Linked DNA regions of Sus scrofa: region 1 is linked to region 2. Evidence: chromatin contacts called from public HiChIP or PLAC-seq data. All regions are on one chromosome and are shown on one strand. Each heading gives the region's core, a stretch centred on a gene start, on an enhancer-like site or on the middle of the called end of the contact. The rest is flanking DNA. Distances are from core to core; before and after follow the strand shown. Region 1 overlaps SLC9A8 (sodium/hydrogen exchanger 8). Region 2 overlaps B4GALT5 (beta-1,4-galactosyltransferase 5).

Region 1 (6,279 bases), core at 644-3,143, 190 kb after region 2:
AATTCATGCACTTTTACAAAGAAGCAAGAGCCTAGCAGTCCCCTCCCTGCCCTCGATTCCTCACCCAGTGGGCCTTGTTTGTCCAGAGGCCACTTTTCCTGGGCTCTGTGGGGGGGTCTGCCCATCGTTCACATGCTGCACCTTCACTGCTCATCAGCAGTTTTTCTTTCCTTCTCCCAGTTTTCTACCATCTTGGGTCCCATGGGTCGCCAAAGTACTAGAGCAGGGGCCAGAGCAGCAGTGCCCTGTGCTCCTCCCTGCTGTCCCTCCCAGGGCACCAGTGGCCCGGAGCCATATGTGGCTGAGTCTCAGAAGTTCCCTTGTGGCACAGCAGGTTAAGGATCCTGCGTTACCACAGCTGTGACATAGTTTGCACCTGCATCTCTGATTTGATCCCTTGGCCCAGGAACTTCCACACGCTGTAGGTGTGGAAAAAACAAAACAGATGCATCCAAGTCTCACCTGCCATCCCCAAGAAGCCACCACTACCCCAGGACTCAGAGTGCTTGCACATGCTCTTACACACACACACACACACAGACACACCCCTGCCCGCTCCCTATGGTCTCAGCCCTGGAGCCATCTCAAGGTGAAGACCTGGCAGCACACACACACACACACACCCTGCCCGCTCCCTATGGTCTCAGCCCTGGACCCATCTCAAGATGAAGACCTGGCAGCACACACACACACACACACACACACACACACACACCCTGCCCGCTCCCTACCACTACCCCAGGACTCGGAGTACACACACACACACACACACACACACACACACACACACCCTGCCCGCTCCCTATGGTCTCAGCCCTGGAGCCATCTCAAGGTGAAGACTGGCACACACACACACACACACACCCTGCCCGCTCCCTATGGTCTCAGCCCTGGAGCCATCTCAAGGTGAAGACCTGGCAGTCACATCCAGGTGACATGGAGTTACTGACTCTGGCATCCACCCCCTCTCTGGCCCTTTACCTGCTGGCTTTTGCCCTCTACAGGCCTCTGGCAATTCCCATAGGTGGCTCAGGGACCCAGCTGGAGCCCTGGGACTCGGCATCCCCTGGGGTGGTTTCACTCATATGCATGGCCTTGGTTCTCTGTTGAGGACACAGACGCCAGCAGAGACCCTGGGCTGGCAGCAAGTTTGTTTCCATCTTTTCTGTGTCAGGCAGCTTGGCTCTGGATGAGAGCAAGGACTGACCTCAGGACCCTCCAGGACTCACAGGCCCAGCCCGCGAGGCCAGACCCTGGCCCTAAGGCCTTCCCTTTCCCCAAAAGTGTACACAATGGGGAAAGGGAAGCCAGGCAGGCAGGAAGCACAGTTTCCTTTTTATGCATGAGAAGTAAATTTGCACTTCATAGAACTAAAATGATTTTTCTTTTTGTAACCTCCCACCTTAACCCCATAATTTGAGCCAAACAGGATTATTTTACTCCACCTAATGCCCCACTGGAAGAATAATGCTGTGCGTTAAGTCTGGTCTCCATCATTTCCTGTTTCTTTTAAGTGGAAAAGTCAGAGAAGCAGTCATACCGTGGCGGGTAGGGGCAGGAATCAGAGACCAGTCTCTGATTCGGAGTAACTTCCTTTTCCCTCTGAAACTCAGTCTCATCTCCGAGGCGTAAGTTGCATTGTAAACTCAATAGCGTGCCAGAAAAGAAGTCTTTTTGGCTGAGTTCATAAAGTCCTATAAACGCCATCTTTTCAGTTCAGGCTGCCCTTTGTCACCAGCCCCACCTGGCCTCCCCCCTTTAGCTGAGACCTGAGAATGACACCAAGAGAAGAGGGGGAGGATTTGTGGAAGGTCCCCAAGGCTGTGTGGAGGTGGCTGCGGGGAACCTTTCCAGACCTGGACCCGCACCAGCCTGGATCTCCTGTGGCCCTCTTCTGCCCCCTGCTGGCCATGTGGGGTTAGCAGCGTGCAAGGAGGGTAACCCGTATGCAATCCCTATACACTTAGAAACAGGCCAAAGCCCATGGGCATATTTTTCTGGTGAACTTTTTTCAGATGTCTTTGCCCAAGAATCAAAAATTGCTGCTGTCCACCTTTAGCATTCCTAATAATTCTATCGTTTGAGGCAATAAAATGCCTGGAAGATTAAAAAAATGTCCAGCATAACTATAACTTCCCACATATTATAGGTCTAGGCCATGGGCCAGGAGAACCACAGCACACAGAGAAGGTCGTACTTTAGAGTGAGGTGAAGGCTGTAAGGTCAGCGAGTGCCTTTGGGGGGCTGGCTGCTCAGCCAGTGAACACCGAAGACACGCTGCCTGGGAGTCAGGTGGCAGTAAGAGCCCCACCGGCAGTGTCTCCACAGACTCCCTGTGATTCTGAGCTGCTGGGATAAATGACATGCTTTCTGCAGCCCTGGGACTGTAGACTCCTGGGAGTGACCACATCCAGAGGGTGTGAGGTCTTACTGGAGAAGAAGCTGGTTTTTCCTAGCTCCCCAGAGATCAGGTTTGGGCTGACATGGAAGAGGGCCCAGTTCCTTAGTCAGGCTCAGACACTCAGGCCAGGGGCAGGCTGAAGCCCGCCCACCCTCCCCCAGGCCAGCCACCCTTTTCCCAATAGGAAGGCTGGCTGGGCCCTGGCTGACATAAGGCCAAGGGCCAGGGCCTGGCCCAGAATGTTGGCAGCCCTGAGTACCCCCACGTCAGCCTGAGGAGGCTCTGATTTGCCTGTGGATTCCTTTGTACGCAATGGAACGTGGAAAGATTGGTGGGTAGCCTTCTCCTTAAAGCCCCTGTCAAAGGTGGCCTCATGAGGTCTCAGGTCCACACTCCCACTCTCACAGGGGTCACATTTGGCAAAGTCCCCAGCGAGGTGGCCACAGCCAGGATCCTTCTTCTGCTTTGGTGGGGGAGGTGGTAGCGGACCTCTCCTTGGCCAAGTTAGCGCCATCAAAGGTACAGGTATAGTTTAGGTTGGATCTGGCCTTAGAATTGATCCAAGGGAGTTCCGTGGTGGTGCAACAGGGTAAGAATCCTGCATTGTTACTGCTGTGACTCTGGTTCAATCCTTGGCCCAGGAACTTCTGCATGCTGTGGATGCAGCCAAAAAAAAGAGAGAACTTATCCCAGATCCTAGTGTAAGGAGGAATCTCTCAACAGCAATGATCTGCCATCGATTAGGACTTTTTTTTTTTTTTTTGGTCTTTTTATCTTTTCTAGGGCTGCTCCCATGGCATATGGAGGTTCCCAGGCTAGGGACCTAATCAGAGCTGTAGCCACCAGCTTACGCCAGAGCCACAGCAATGTCAGATCTGAGCTGCATCTGTGACCTACACCACAGCTCATGGCAACGCTGGATCCTTAACCCACGGAGTGAGGCCAGGGATCGAACCCCCAACCTCATAGTTCCCAGTCAGATTCGTTAACCACTGAGCCACAATGGGAACTCCAGGACTTCTTTTTTTTCTTTCTTTCTTTCCTTTTTTTTTTTTTTTTTTTGACCATGTCCTCAGCATGCAGAAGTCTTGGGCAAGGGATAAAACTGGAGTTACTGCAGGCACAGCACTGGATCTTTAGTCCGCCAGGCCACCAGGGAGCTCCAATTAGGACTTTAAATGCAAAAAAAAAAGACCGATCCTTTGCTCTTTCCCCATTCCCTCCAGGATTTCTGGAGGCATGTGTTTCTCCTGCTGGGTGGTGGATATGAAACCAAATTCCTGATGGAGCAGCCAGAATCATTAAGAAGTTGTTCCACTGGGAACCCAGTCTCCAAAGCCCCAGGCAATATGTTTTAAGTGAAAACACCACAAGTCAGAGTGAAGGCTCCGAACAGGCAGCCACACTCCCTTCCATTTAGCCTCCTGTCATTTTGCATACAAATGGCACTAGATATTCAGGGACTTCCGCCTCCAAGTTACAAAAGAAAGACCTTCTCTTTCCTCTGGCCCACCAATTTCACCCTTTCCCACCCCAGCCAACATTGCCCCTAATCCCAGAGGGGGGTCAAAATCTGTGGCTTTTCCTTACCTGGGAGCCGGTCTTGCAGCTTCTCTGCAGGAGCTTCCTGGCTTTAGGGCAAGAGCTCTGCTCCAGACCTGTGGCCCTGTGATTGAAGGGGAACTCGGCTTGGTGGTCAGAGGAGAAAGGTCACCTGTCCAGGCAGCCAGTCCGCTGGGAAGAGCTGCATCGGCGCCTTCCTGGCACTCACCTCGCCAGGCCCCAGCCCTGCTCTTAGGGGCCGTGGGGGCGCCCAGGCCAGGGAAGGCGCCTCACCCCCTGGGCCGCTGTGAGGTTCGTGGCTACCAAAGCCTTCAGCTTCTCTGGTGCAGCTCCTGCAAAGCTTGGTTTGTTCTCACCGTTAATCAGAACCTTGTATTCTTTTGAGTAATTTTCTTTGTGAAAATGAAGGATACTTTTAAGTACTGCTTTTTGATTTAAGGACCATTGAGAAGGTCAGGCTTGTTCTTTTGTCCTCCCTCAAGTAAGCTGTGAGAGGCGTTCATCAGGTCCTAGTTCCTGAGAAATGACTTGCTGCTCTTCCTGGTGGGGTTGCGGGCTGGGGAGGGGCGCATGGGTGGAGGTGGAGGGACCTGTAGCTGCTATGCTGGAGCCTCTTCATCTCACTGGACTCTTTAGAGAATTAAAACATGGATGGAAAACAGTAGTGTCTCTGGATACTTATTTAGAAATAAAAATGAGTGCTGCCACTCTCTGTGTTTGTGCTCAGTGGCTTTGCAGACACGTGGTGCACAGGCCCCTAGACTCTGTCAATGCCTGTGACCCTCGCGGCCAAAAGCCGGCAAAACACAGTGGTTAGTGAGCAGGAGCCTGGGCTTCTGGATCCAGTCCTGCCTCCATCCCTGCTGGGCTTCACCCCACAGGCCTGCAAGCCTTGTAGTTGAGACCAAAGAAAGAGCCCAGTGACAGTGACAGAGACATCCATGGCTCATTGGACAGAGGATCTTACATGAGGGGTCCTGGAGCGACAGCCCACCGTGGTCGGCAGGACGCAGCAGCAGGCTTCACGACTCACGGGGAGAAGGAGGCTGCCATTTAAAGGGGGGGATTGCTGTCAGGAGGGCTCAGTTACCAGGACCTAATTAAGCCCTGTAATTAAGAGGACTGGATAGTCACGTGAGTAACGCAGGCCTTGGTTGAGCAGGGCATGTACAGAGGGCAAGAGAACAGCCATCTTGAATAGCCTAAGCATACAGCCCCTGTGAGGACACGAGGCCAAGCAGGAGGGCTCAGCTCGGACCCAGCCTCATGGGTGCGAGGGACTCATCTTACCCCCATGCTGGGCCAATCACCCGCTGCCACCTGGGGTTGCAGACCAGCCCCTGGTGGGCCTTTGCCCGGCTGAGACCAGGCTCTGAACCAGGCAGGCGTCTGAAGGAAGGTAGTGGCATTATCTGTGACAAGTCTCGAAGTTCACTTTGAAACCCTCTCATACTTCTAGGAGGCTTCCGAAGCTGCTAAGCAGGCACAGGTGCAAACAAAAAATACATGTGATACGAAGCAAAACCAGGCAAGAGAACCTGTCCTGACCCCAGGCGTGAACCTTCTAGCAGGTTTTCCTTAGTTCCTCACAACCCTGCAGTGTGAGAGTTCCCGTCGTGACTCAGCAGAAATGAATCTAATATCCATGAGAATGCAGGTTCGATTCCAGGCCTCGCTCAGTGGGTTAAGGATCTGGCGTGGCTGTGAACTGTGGTGGGCTGGCAGCTGCAGCTCCAATTCCGCTGGTGGCTGCAGGGGAGGCCAGGAGCGTGTCTGCCTGGATGAGATGGAGCTCTGGGAGTAAAGGAGAGCCGAGCCTGAGGGCAGCTGCGTATTTTCACTCACATTTCAACCTTCTCAATGTCTAGAAAAAGCAAGCACTCAGGTGAAAGGGAGCAAGCCAGGGAAGGTGTGTTTTCCTTAGAGGCCAGAAAGCCGCAGGGGAGGGTCACACAAAGTTGAGAGCCTCATAGCCCCCAGGGCTGAGGGGAGACAAAGCCATGTCTGGTCACCCCTTACCCCTCACGACTGCGAATGCTGAGGGACGGGCCTGGGACCCAGTTCCACAGGAGAATGAAGCGACCTCCTGAAGAGTTTCCAGGACTGTCTCCGCACACACACAATCATTCAGAGGAGGGAAGCAGCGTCTTCCCCTGCCTGGCCTCGGCCTCCCGCTGTGAGGGCGCCCCCACCAGCCTGCTAAGCAGAAAGGCCGAGGGCCGAGTCCTCCGCCCTGGACCCGACCGACCTCCCTCCGGAGCCCTGTCACCGGGGGAGACAGTGCAGCCTCACTGTTTATGCCATTCAGGCTGGGC
Region 2 (6,251 bases), core at 3,671-6,170:
TGTATTACAAAGTATACTGGCAGTGACTCTGTCTGTTTTATTTGTCTATGACAACACCTGTTTTGAAGGATGTCGGCAACAGAACATTTTTCTGAGTATGTGACCAGAAGGGGACTGGGCCATCAGTGTGGGGAGGTTTGTGTGCCTGTGCACACATATGCAGAGCAAAGAAGTCTCCCTCTGGGTAACAGTGACCGGGTAGAAGGGCACCTGCATATTCATATTTAAGAAAGAGAAATGCCACTTCAGCTACACAACCAAGTGGCTGGACTGGGTCCATGACTATTATATTTTATCTTATTTTTATTTATTTTACGCTATTTTTGTCTTTTTAGGGCCACACCCACAGCATATGGAGGTTTCCAGGCTAGGGGTAGAATCGGAGCTGCAGCTGCTGGCCCACACCACAGTCACAGCCACAATAATGCAGGATCTGAGCTGTGTCTACAACCTACACCACAGCTCACGGCAACACCGGATCCTTAACCCAATAAGTGAGGCCAGGGATTGAACCCACAACCTTATGGATACTAGTTGGGTTCATAACCCACTGAGCCACAAAAGGAACTCCACAAACCAGTGGCTTTTAGTGACACAAAGCTTCTCTAGGTCATTACTTCAGGCTTATTTTCAAGGTTACAGTTCTGATCCCTCAAAGTATGCTCTAATAGACAGTAACCATTTTAGCTGTCAAGGATCAAGCAAGCCATCACACTTAAAAGACACACTAAGCTTTAGTGACCTCATGAAGGCCTCTGAAGATGAGTGTGTGCCACGGCACTTTCCCCAGGTGGGCCCACAACTCAGGGACGAGTTCGGTCCAGGCTACTCTTTCCAAGCCCACAGTGTTCCTGGCGGGAGTGGCTGGGTCAGAGGGGATGGCCACCTAGCTATCTCAGCAGCTATAGGGCCGAAATACTCTGTGCAAGGCCAAAAATCGCTTTGAAATGAATAAAAAGCTTTTACTGGATAACTTCCAATGAAATGATGTTTCCTCTTTAACACTTACTCACCAAGGATGTGCCAATAACATAGAAGCCAATCATGATGGTAATCTCAGAACTAGGTTACAATACTTAAAGTGGGTTTTCTTGTTAAATCTATCCAGGCACACACTCAAAAATCATTCACTTTGCGTCTCTTAAGTGCTAGGCAGGGTACAAGGTACTGGGGGTACCAAGAGGACAAAAGCCATGAGGGCACCGCTGGGATTCAGAGGACAGCAAATCCCAGCTGATACATCTGGTCCTGTAACTCCTGTGTGTTTTTTTTTTTTCTTTCTGTCTTTTGTCCTTTTTTTTTTTTTAGGGCCATACCCGTGGCATATGGAGGTTCCCAGGCTAGGGGTCGAATCGGAGCTACAGCGGCCGGCCTACACCACAGCCACAGCCACGCCAGATCCAAGCCATGTCTGCAATCTACACTACAGCTCACGGCAACGCTGTTTCCTTAACCCACTGAGCAAGGCCAGGGACTGAACCTGCAACCCCATGGTTCCTAGTCGGATTCGTTTCCACTGCACCACAACGGGAACTCCACTCCTGCGTGCTTTAACCCTTCATCCCTAAAACAAGTACAGAGCAGTTATCTTACTGGGTGCTTGCGAGGAGTCCATGAGATAATGCAAGCAAAGTGTAAGATCTGAGCCATGTCTGCGACCTACACCACAGCTCATGGAAGCACCAGATCCTTAACCCTCTGAGTGAGGCCAAGGATAGAACCTGTATCCTCACGGATGCAAGTCAGATTCATTTTCCACTGAGCCACGATGGGAACTACTGGAATTTTTTTTTTTTTTTTTTTTTTTTTTTTGCTTTTTAGAGCCACACCCACGGTATGTGGAAGTTCCCAGGCTGGGGGTCTAATTGGAGTTATAGCTGCCGGCCTATGCCAGACCACAGCAACGCAGGATCCGAGTCGTGTCTGTGACCTACACCACAGCTCACGGCAACACCGGATCCTTGACCCACTGAGTAAGGTCAGGGATCGAACCCAAAACCTCATGGTTCCTAGTTGAATTCATTTCCACTGCGCCACAAGAGGAACTTCTGGAATTTTTTTTTAATTAATGTTTTTGACCTATTGTTTCCTCAAATTCAGAAACTGTGGATACGCAGGGCCAAGTGTGTGAAGATGCGTTCTCACTCATAAGACAGGCCCCAATGGCAAACACTTCTAGTTTATGAGGAAAATAGACACATTAAACACAAAATGTTTCCTTGTGGTGCAGTAGGTTAAGGTCCTGGCATTGTCACTGCAGTGGTTTAGGTCACTGCTGTGGTATAGGTTCGATCCCTGGCTCAGGTACTTCCACGTGCCACCGGTGTGGCTAGTGGGCACACAAAATAGATGATTATTCCAGCCCGAGTGATGCTGGGAAGGATTATTTTAGTGTATGATAATTTGAGGACAAACATATGCAAATTCAAATAATAATGGGTCCCTGGATGGAACGTGATGGAGGATAATGTGAAAAAAAGAATGTATATAAATATATAACTGGGTCACTTTGCCGTACAGCAGAAATTGACAGAACATTGTAAATCAACTATAATAAAAAATAAAAATAAAAAAACAGGTCCCTGGATATGCCTTCCAAGGGGGCAACTCACTCCCTGCTCAGTGTCCAGGGACAACAACAACTCCTCAGGGAATCTGAGTGATCATGTGTTGCAAGACCAGTGGCAGTGTGGGGACAGAGACCTGCTACGTGCCCTCTAAGGTGGAGAGGAAATGGACCCCCTCGCCAATTGCCCAGAGAAGCCGCAGCATCATCCGACCTTGGAGAGGCAGGAATACTTGGACTGGGCAAAGGTCATGACTGCGCACATGCTCCCAACCAGAGTGAGAAGGGGAAAGAGCCCTGCTCGGCAGCCAGACGACTCTCGAGCTTCGTTCCACAACCAGAAGTCAGTCTGGGGATGGGTTGAGGGAAAGTCACATGACCAAGCCATTCCAACAACCGCAAGATTACTTGTACTTGTGAAAAATGGAAGCTAACAAAATCCTGCCTGCCCGATGGAGCCGTATCTGAGTCAAGTGAGACAATGTGTACGGGATGATGTGCAAAACCGAACACCACACATGATGAATTAGGAAACAAAAATGTGCTCGGCCTTCTCCCTTGACTTCGGGAACCGCAGGGATTCCTCTGCAGGGGGGTGCCAAGCTCAGGCAACTTGTCCTGTGAGACCACAACTTGGCTGAAAAGCTCTGAAAAGTTGATCGCTTGCTTTTTGCAAACAAGAAGAAAGGAAGTACCAAGGTTTATCAGTTTGCTAACTATAGTCCTTGGTTGCTGCTAAACTGACCAGCAAGGCAGACTGATAAATTAGGATGTGGTCAATTCTTCTCAGGATTTAACTTTCCTTTCAGCGGTAATACTTCTATTAAGATCCCAAGCACCACAGAATAATTTCATTTGCAAGGTTTAGAAAGCAACTTCACATCCTCCAGTGAGCTCTGGACAACCTTAGACCTTTCTAGAGAAGAACAGAGGGACTGTCTTGGAAAGAAATTTTTTAAAATACACATATTTTATAATACTAGGCTTGAGTGAAGTTAGTAAGAAGCCACAAGGAAAGCACATTAGTCCTCAGTTAAAGAAGCAAATCATGAATGCATAGCAAAATGAAATCTCGGGATCTATTTTCTAAATAAAAACCATCCCTGGCTGGAGACGGAAGAAGCCTCATGGCAGACCCATTTTAACCATCTGGAAATACTTCCTGTGTTCGATTTTTGGAAGAGTTAAAAAAAGAGAGACATAAAAAAGATAGCTTTCTCTCAAAGGTGAAGAGCTTGCTATGTACAGTCCTTTGTAAAGACAGTTTAAGTCAACACCACAATTCAGGAACAAGCTCTTACAATGTAACATTACGCAAGCCATTTAAATTTGGGGTTCTTTTTTCTTCTTTTTATAATTAGTGATCAAAAGGTAATAAAGCTACAGGTAAAAGTTCCAAAGGTCAAGGCAAAAAATATTCACTCCTGGGTGCATCACGGCTGCTTAGGTGATAGTCTGAAAAGCTTTCCCAAAGCTAAAACAGTCTGGCCACCAAACTCAGGCACAAGCTGGAATTAAGCCATAGGATGAAAACCACACCTGATCAGGGAAGCTAAACCAGGTGATGTATTCAACTTTTCTTCTAGAAGTCGCTTTTTTTGTTGTTGTTGTTTTGCTTTTTAGGGCCACACCCACAGCATACGGAAGTTCCCAGGGTAGGGGTCAAATCAGAGCTACAGCTGCCAGCCTACACCACCACAGCCACAGCAACATGGGATCCGAGCCATGTCTGTGACCTACACCTCAGCTCACAGCAACATCAGATCTTAACCCACTGAGCGAGGCCAGGGATCGGACCCAGGTCTTCATGGATACCAGTCGGGTTCCTTTCTGCTGCACCACGTTGGGAACTCTCTAGAAGTCACTTTTATAGTCTGCGGAAATCATCCCAGATTATGTGATGATTACGAAGTGGAAATTTGTTAAGTTGCAACTAAAGCATTTATAAACTACAAGGTTAAACAAGTCCTACTGGGCTGAACAAGTTCAAGTAGCGTCCAAAGGAAGAACAGAGTTGGGGCGACTATTCCCGTGTGGAATTAACAATGAGCTTTGAAAACCCCGTGGACACACCACTACCACAAGCCGATCGCACAATGTTAAGCCCTAAAAATAAGTGCTTTTCCTCGTTGGCTCTATGGATACATTTTCTGAAATCAAATTATTTCCAGAAACAGCTTTTGGTGCTCCTGTTTTACTGATGTCCTAAAGATACATACTCACTCTGCCCACTTAGGGCAACTACACACAAAAAGGGGGGGGGGGTCTTGAAAGATACTCCTCACCCCCTGACTCCCTGAAACATATCAGGAGTGAAAATGGAGTTATCCAGTCACCCTTAATAGACCATTAGCAAAAGGAACAAGGATTCATTTTGCAAGAGCTTCTTCTTTTAGTAATAACCCACGACTCAGCCAAACCGTCTCTCTTTCACAATACGCTTTGTTTTCATCAGCAATAATTATTCAAACCAAATTTACCTCTCCTGGAGGGGACATTCTGAGCAGACCACCCCTTTATTAAATATATACCTGAGTCGTTCACGCTGCTGTTCCTCTTGGCGTAAGCACTCCGAACCACCTGCTCGTAAACCTGAGCGCCGATTGTCCTCATGTTGTCCCGGATCAGAATGCCTTGAGCTTGCATCATGAAGAGGTAGGTGTTCACTGCAGAAGACAAAGGCAGAGGGGAAAAGAGGTTGATTCAAAAACAATCATTAAAGCAAAACACACCCCAAAACCCACATAACTTTGGGCACCTTTTCTTTTTTCTTTTTTCATTTTGAAACCCCTTTTAGCACTAAAAGCCTACTCCATTTTCCATATTGGGTTCTACATTTTCAGGACACCAATATTCCTCGGGTAACCAGGCAGACTTAGGGAAGTTTCTGTCCATTTTCAGCAGTTTTAGAAAAACCGTAAATTAAAAAAATTACATTCTACCAGGTCTTTAAATACCCAATCCTGTGTTTGTACTGTCATGATCAGAGTGACCTTTAGGGATCAATTAAAACATTTTGAAAAATACCTCTGCTCTCCTTAAGTTCACATTCTTAATACTTGATGGCTATCCTCAGAGAAAGGAAGTCACTGCTGTCCTATTTTCTAGAAATACTTAGATATAGGTTGGGATCTGCTATCTTTTGAAAGAGGCAGACGGAGGCTCCAGCTACTTTGCAGTATTTGGAGAGAAAAAGAATATAATGAAAGAATGTCAGCAGTCCTCACTACCCACCCACCTCAGCCCCAAAGTCCAAAGCAACGGGAAAGGAGCAGCTAGCCTGGCCCAAATGTCAGTTAAAACATATTCCCTGGAGTTCCCTGGTTGAGTGGTTAGGACTTGGTGCTTTCACAGCTGAGACCCAGGTTCATTTCCTGGTTTGGGAACTGAGATTCCATATCAAGCCACTGCACGCTGTGGCCAAAACAAACAAAATATATATATGTGTGTGTGTGTATATATATATATATATGTATATATATATATATATATATATATATACACATAAAATTCCCTTTACAATACATACAAAATATCAAGTTGTGCATCTGGAACTAAAATAATGTTATATGCAAGTTATATCTCAATAAAAACAAAGCAAAACAAAAACCAGATTCTTAATCAATGATTTTCAGACTAACTGCCCAATCTCTGTCATCTTTGGAGAGTGATCTTCCCCTGGGTT

Evidence for each region. HiChIP or PLAC-seq counts read pairs in DNA pulled down with a chosen protein or histone mark.
Region 1: an H3K27ac HiChIP or PLAC-seq map of alveolar macrophages shows a contact between it and region 2. The contact joins two enhancer-like sites. A contact is called at or near these places in 2 of 47 Hi-C or Micro-C datasets (embryonic fibroblasts and heart right ventricle) and 2 of 2 datasets of contacts at active chromatin or transcription factors (alveolar macrophages and skeletal muscle).

What each region holds. Positions count from the first base shown.
Region 1 is chr17:51,472,603-51,478,881 of Sscrofa11.1, forward strand. SLC9A8 (sodium/hydrogen exchanger 8) reads left to right here. Exons shown (of 17, transcript XR_002340027.1): 16 at 1-832; 17 at 907-4,674. Among named protein-coding and RNA genes, the nearest start is that of IL29, 8.9 kb to the right of the region's middle. Within about 2 kb of position 1,894, at least 19 of the 83 cell types and tissues checked have an H3K27ac peak or open chromatin away from gene starts, as enhancers often do. A contact at or near this core is called in alveolar macrophages, where this site is marked.
Region 2 is chr17:51,275,016-51,281,266 of Sscrofa11.1, forward strand. B4GALT5 (beta-1,4-galactosyltransferase 5) reads right to left here. Exons shown (of 9, transcript XR_002340099.1): 2 at 5,098-5,232. Among named protein-coding and RNA genes, the nearest start is that of B4GALT5, 56 kb to the right of the region's middle. Within about 2 kb of position 4,921, at least 1 of the 83 cell types and tissues checked has an H3K27ac peak or open chromatin away from gene starts, as enhancers often do. A contact at or near this core is called in alveolar macrophages, where this site is marked.